2 separate regions of the Rattus norvegicus genome follow, and region 2 is linked to region 1. The links are chromatin contacts, called in public Hi-C maps. All regions are on one chromosome and are shown on one strand. The core of a region is the stretch at or near the end of the contact, and the rest is flanking DNA. Distances in the headings are between cores, read along the strand shown. Region 1 has its middle 73 kb from the start of Nrp1. Region 2 holds the start of Nrp1 (neuropilin 1).

Region 1 (3,157 bases), core at 645-3,144:
CATAAGCTCAAAGTCATTCTTGGCTGCATTTTGAGTTTAAGAACAGCTACCTTTACAAGCAGAAATAAAAGTATGCTAGACTGTAATAATCTTAACTTTAAAGTGGAGGGAAAAGACACTTTACTGCAGAGTGCTCCCATGAGGAAAGATGGTCTCCCACTGGTCACCCCTGAAGATTTGTCTCTTACCTCATCTGGAGGACATATCACCGAGGTTAGACCTCCAGGTTTCAGGGTCTCATGTCATTCCTAGTGTGTACATACGCTCTGCTTCATGCTTGTAGCTCAAGATGTGAACTCTCAGCTTTCAGCTTCCTGTTCTGGCTATTATGCCTATTTATGCTTTCCACATGTTGTCTGCCACCAAGCTGTCCCCACCGTTACAGTTTCTAGCCCCCTGGAACCATAAGCCGAAATAAACTTTTTTCTTTAGTAAGACGTCTTGGTCATGGTGTTTTATCACAGCAACTGAAAAGTAGTTAGTATAATGTCTGTCTTAGTGTTTCTACTGCTTCAGCAAAAGACCATTGCCAAAGCCAAGTTGTGGAGGAGAGGGTTTACTCAGCCTACACTTCCATATTGCTGTTAATCAATAAATCAAGTTCAGCAGAACTCAAACAGGACAGGAATCTGGAGGCAGGAGCTGATGCAGAGGCCACGGAGGAGCACTACTTACTGGCTTGCTTCCCATGGGTTCTCAGTCTACTTTCTTATAGAACCCAGGACCACCAGCCCTTGGATAGCACCACCCACAATGGGCTGACCCCTCCCCTATTATCACTAATTTTAAAAATACCCTACAATGGAATCTTATGCGGCATCTCTCTATTGAGGCTCCCAACTTTCAGATGACTCTAGCTTGTGTCAATTTGACATAAAACTAGCCAGGACACTGCTTCAAATCACCTTAGCCATCTCCACACAGCAGTGGTAGTGGCTGAAATTATATATATGCATATAATACATAATATTATATGACCAAGGATGACCAAAGATGCCAAGGAACCTTCATCTTCAATGGGAATGTGAAATAGCAGAGTCATTGTGGTAAAAATGATGGTTATTTATAAAACTAAACACAGGTATTATAAGGCCCAGCAGTAATACTCCTGGACTTTATTCTGGAGAAATCAAAGGGTAGGCTCACACAAAAACCTGCACCCAAGCATTTTCTGAGGCTTTGGTTAATTCTAAGTCTGTGAACAACTGTCTTACAAAGGGTAGGTTTAAAGTGAACTTTGGTAGATATACACAGTGGACTACTATTCAACAATGAAAACTCCTCCACACTGTTGGTGCACATACAAGTTTGATGGCTTGCCAGGGCATTGTTCAAAATGAAAAAGCTAATATCCCAGTTTACATGTGCCATGACCCCATTCCCAGGAGATGTCTGTAATAATCAAATGATGGACATAAAAAAAAATCACACTTTAAAGAAAGAGGGAATTGGGAGTGTAGCTCAGTGGTAGAGCATTTACCTAAAATACTGAAAACCCTGAGGTCTGCCAGCCGGCTCTGTCAAAGCAAACAAGTAAACAAGCATACTGCCAAGAGCCAGAAAGCAAGGAAAGGAATGGGAGTGGCCACGGCTACAGACTCCCCAGTGGTGTATCCTTGCTATGAGACTGCCCTGCCATCTTGACTGGGGGAGGGGCCACACCAGTGTGCACATGGGATACAATTCCACAGAATTCAGTGTACACACAAGCAAGTAAGCTCTGAACATAGAAGATGAAGTTCTGAACAAGGCTTGTGGAGGGCATCAGTGTTCATTTCTCAATCCTGTGGAGTACAGTAGGGGGTTGGGTGTAAATGGGATTGCTTCGTTCTTACAGCAAACTGCCTAGGAATCCACAGTCATCTCAAAATGACAAGCTCATCCCAGAACATTGTGTTCAGCCTGTGGCTGGTTAAGATCTGGTTTTAGATTAACAAGTGTGTGCTTCTAAGAGGCGTTTGTCCTTGAGAGAGAAAGCTTTAGAAATGGGGAAGAGCTTTACTGTCATCCTTAGTGTCCCCCTTTCCCTGTCTTCCACACGATCACTAAGTCCTGCTTATTGTACAGTCTTTAGAACCTACCTCTTACTTCATTTCTGTAATACCATCTCAAATGGGCCAACAAACTGTCTTGTTAAATGAAACACACATGCATGCATGCACTACTCAAGCATACACACACACACACACACACACACACACACACACACACTCACAAAAACACACGCACATGCGCACACATACTTTCGCCTGAGCATACAAAGAAGGTAGGAAGAAAAATAAAAAAGAGGAAGTGTCCCATCTGAGACTTTGACCCTGACACTTTGTCTTCAAGGCCTCTTCTTAAATTCTGTCCCAGGAATTCTTGATTTACACGTTGCCCTTCATTGAGTAAGTCACTTAATTAAGTCACTACAATTGGACCATGGAAGATTCTAAATAATCATTCCCATGCCCTCTTTTCCTAAATTTCCCTAGATTCGAGACTCAGTTGGTCTCTATTTTCTACTTAACACTAGCCCTCAACATCCCAACACTCCAGGTTCCCTCCCTACCAGTAATGTAGTGTTTCCCGGGTGGACACACCTGTCAGCATTTGGTCCAGCACAAAATGGTTCCTGCTTTGGCATGGGAGCCACTCCCAAATCCCATCTGTTTCTGTCCTGATCCTGTTGGCTGTCTTTGTTCCTGCCAGCCTCAGTCCTGACTCTTCCTGGGTTCCCTCCTGGACATTGCCCCATCCTCCAGCTTCTGAAACTCCAGGTTACCCTTACTGACCCAGACCACATCACAACCTCTCTTCTACGAGGTCTTGAATTTATCTTCCCAAGTTGGGTAGTTTTGTGTTTGCAGTAGTCTGTTATTCTTATCATGTTAAGGAGACTGTAACATCTTTGAAGGCATTGCCTGGGTCTCAGATTTCTTTGGATTACCCATTCAAGCAATGTTGCAGCGTAAGGGGCAATAAGTAGTTTATGCCCTGCCAGCATGGGGAGGTTTGGGGGGCAATATATGCAAGGGTATGGGGGTGGATTTGCGAGAAGGGGGGTAAAGGATGAAGGATGGGGAAGGCACGGATGGGTGACTTCTTGACAAGAGCTAATGATTCTGGTGAAGTAGCAGAATAAACCTAACATACACCTCAAACAAACACCTTA
Region 2 (3,382 bases), core at 701-3,200, 73 kb after region 1:
GTCCTGAGTTCAATTCCCAACAACCACGTGATGGCTTACAACCATCTGTAATGAGATCTGATGCCCTCTTCTGGTGTGTCTGAGGACAGCAACAATGTACTTACATATAAATAAATAAATCTTTAAAAAAAACTTAAATTATTTTAATTGTGTGTACATATGGCTGGGTATATGCATGGGAATGGAAGTGCCTGCAGGGTTTAGAAGAGGATATTGGATCCCTGGGAATTGTAGATATAGGTGGTCTTGAGTTACCTAGTATAGGCACTGGGAATTGATCTTGAAAGAGCAGAACCTTCCCTTCACCACAATGCCATTTCTTCTGACCCAAAGGGGTTTTTTTTTGTTTGTTTGTTTTGTTTTGTTTTTATGTTTTTTATTTTGAGAAGATAGTGCCTCAGGTAGCACAGACTGACCTCCAACTCACTCTAACCTCAGAATCCTGATCCTCTTGCCTCCTGTTCCAGAGTGCTGGGATCACGACTCCAGACCACTGCGTGTGGTTGTAAATTGTAGTTTCTTATTCTTTCCACAGTTCTCTCCTTCCATGTCAGATGTTGGTTAGCTCCCAAGAATTCTTTCGATTGTTTTTCTATAGCTGTAGATTGTGTTTTAAAAACAACGCAATGCGTCATCGTCATCTCGAATGCACTTGATTTGGTTTTGAGCTAACTGGGATCCCCGTGTTGTACCCATCCCCATTTGTGCCCTTCAGAAATAGGTGGCTCCAAAGGCCTTCTGGGAGCAATGACTCTCCTCTTATTTCTAACAAATTGATGTGGTTCGGTGAAAGGAGCAGGGTGTTTCCACCCAGCTAGTTCATACTGGCCATGCTCAAACAGGTTGCATCCTCAGCAGTCCCTGAGGTGGTACTGACCACAGACATCCTCTATCCAGCACGGTTAGGGCAGCAGATAGATAAATCACCTGAAGGTGGAAGCAGGCCCTGTCTCCTAGGCAGATCTGTGATATCAAGAGGAGGAATGTGTGCACGAGACCAAAATAAAATCAAACTAGGAATACTGCCAAATTCTTCCTCTGTCTCACACTTGCTCTCCTATAAAGCCAGTCTGTCTCCCTGGGTGGAGAGTTGCAGGTATCTTAAACGGCCTATCTCTTCTTGATGGAATCTTACGGCACAGGAAAAGGCTGTTAACCAGAATGGTTAGCAATATACCAATGGCATGAGCTGACAATTACTAATTAGGGCGGCTGGGTTCCATTTCGCAGCACCCACTGTGGAAAAAAAAGGAATCTAGGGAAGCCTCAGATAAGCCTAGTCCTGGAAAATCAGAGAGAGAGAGTTTTAAGTATGTCTCCCCTAAAGTACACAGAAGGCATGCCTTACCAGTTAGAGAAAAGCTGTCAAGAGAACTTAGGGACTGAGCCAGAAAAACAGGAGTCCTTCACTGGTACCCCAAGCTTCAAAGCCCTTTCTCCCCCTTGTCTCTGGGTTTGAGGAACTGGCTTTCACAGGGAGCACCAGCTGATCACTTAAGTGTCTCACCTGTACCCCTTAGCTCAATCCGACCCAGGGCAGATTGATTAAATAACAGCTTCACCTGGGCGAGCGAGCCGGGCATTGGGATTCCTCTTCCGAAAAAGACAAGGATCTGGATCTCCACAGTTTTGGCCTGATTTCCCTTTTATGTCGACTCGCCAAGTCCTCCGAGACACCGGTCTCTTGGACTCCAGGGCTAAGGTGGCTCCGGGTCACCCTGAGTCTGAGGCTTGCCCAGCACAGTTGGAATTGGCAAGGATGCGCCCGATGCCTGGCGTAGGGAGGTAGGGACACGCGCTCCCTGTGGCAGATTGCCAGCTCCCCTCCACCCCCAGCTTCCCCACCCCGCCACCACTCTTGTTCCTCCCACCTCAGCTTTGCCCTGGGCGCGGCTATCGCCTAGACCTTGCCTGCAGAGGGCCAACGGCCTCGCGACTGCCCCTTCCGCTCGACTCAGGCGTTTGACTCCCAGCCTTCTGGCACGCCCAACCCACCCGGTCTTCCATAAGGGTCAGAGAACCAAAGAGGTAGCTAGTGGCGACTAACGGAGGCGCTCCAGGGCTGGCTCTCTACACAAGGGGGTGGCTTTGCGGTGGGGCAGGGAGGGAGAGGCTGCGTTGGAGGCGGGCTCGGTAACCAGGGCCGAAAAGAAGGCTGGACTCTGGAGCCAGTGGGTCCTGCGCCGGAGCCCAGGCTGGAGATCCGCGCAATGCACAAGCTTCAGTTCAGCGCCCAGTCCAGACACCCAACGCAGATTCCTGGCCTGGGGCACCAGTGTCCCCGGGTGTCCTTTCTCCCTGACTGACCCTAATTTTTCAGCCAAAACCTTTGACCAGAGTCTCCTTGCCAGCAATCCTAAATCTTTGCCAGCCCTTGCACCAGGTAGGAGTTAGTCTCTGTGGTGGTAGTGTGTCTATAAATGCCACCTCCCAGAAGGCGTATGACCTTTTCACCTTATCCACCAGCTCTTTCCGAGGGCATAGAGTCTCTTATACTCGTACTTGATCAGAGGCCTCAACCAGTTTAAGTCCCTGGGTGTCCTTGCTATTCATAAGCCAAACACCACCTGCTGCAGTTCTCGGAATGCCCTGGAGGATGGAACCGGACGACGTGGGGGAGGGGAAGCACTGGGCAGACGCGGGGGACTGGGACGCACCTCTTCTGTGGGTGGCGGGTGAGGCTGGAGGACCAGTAGACACAATTGCCTGTAATCTAAACCTGGCACTACGAGACCCTTGCAAAGATCATCCTGTCACCCTCATGAGGGGTCCTTGCCAGTCTTGTCCTTCCTTCAGGGTGCACAGAAATGGGCCCCTCCACCCTTAGAACCTTGGACCCCTGATTCAGATTCTTGGAGTTCTACGTGGCTGCTCTGTGTCTGTTGGCGGCTGCCCCCTAGCTGAAAGGCGCGCCACCATCCATCCTCCTGGCTCATGTAACCCCAAAGGAGAGGGCACCAAATCTCGGGGAACAATGCAGCCTGCAGCGTCAGGGGTGGAGATGGGGGGTCGGGTACCCAGCCTCGCCTTTATGCACGGCGAGGTGGTCTTGTTCGGCTGCAGCCAGGCTCCGTGCTCCAAGAAGGTCTGCCTATGTTTTACGTGGCAGAGGCACGGTCGCAGTTCTCTAGTAGCGCGTCTCCCAGAACAGCCTTCTTCTTCTGGTCAACAGTCTTACTCGCAGCATTCTGGAGTGCCTGGCTGCTTCCCGCCCCAAACCTCAGGCTGGCACCCAGGAAGTGAAAGCAAGGACTGACGCGTGATCCACACCACCTGGGGCGCGGGTGACTAGGGATTTGGAGTTCCTTGAAGTAGCAGCTAACCCCGGGCTCTCAGAACTCCTGGGCTCCGGGATCCTCAGCCTAGCTCAGTCCTGGGGTGC

What was found. Hi-C and Micro-C count contacts between places; a contact is called where the count stands out from the background.
Region 2: a Hi-C map of kidney shows a contact between it and region 1, with 3 times the contacts expected there. The contact joins the promoter of Nrp1 here to the enhancer-like site in region 1. A contact is called at or near these places in 2 of 12 Hi-C or Micro-C datasets (both in kidney).

The regions. Positions count from the first base shown.
Region 1 is chr19:73,181,492-73,184,648 of GRCr8, forward strand. No RefSeq gene overlaps it. Among named protein-coding and RNA genes, the nearest start is that of Nrp1, 73 kb to the right of the region's middle. Within about 2 kb of position 1,895, at least 1 of the 93 cell types and tissues checked has an H3K27ac peak or open chromatin away from gene starts, as enhancers often do. A contact at or near this core is called in kidney, where this site is marked.
Region 2 is chr19:73,254,607-73,257,988 of GRCr8, forward strand. It overlaps Nrp1 (neuropilin 1), which reads left to right and starts at 1,951. Exons shown (of 18, transcript NM_145098.2): 1 at 1,951-2,028.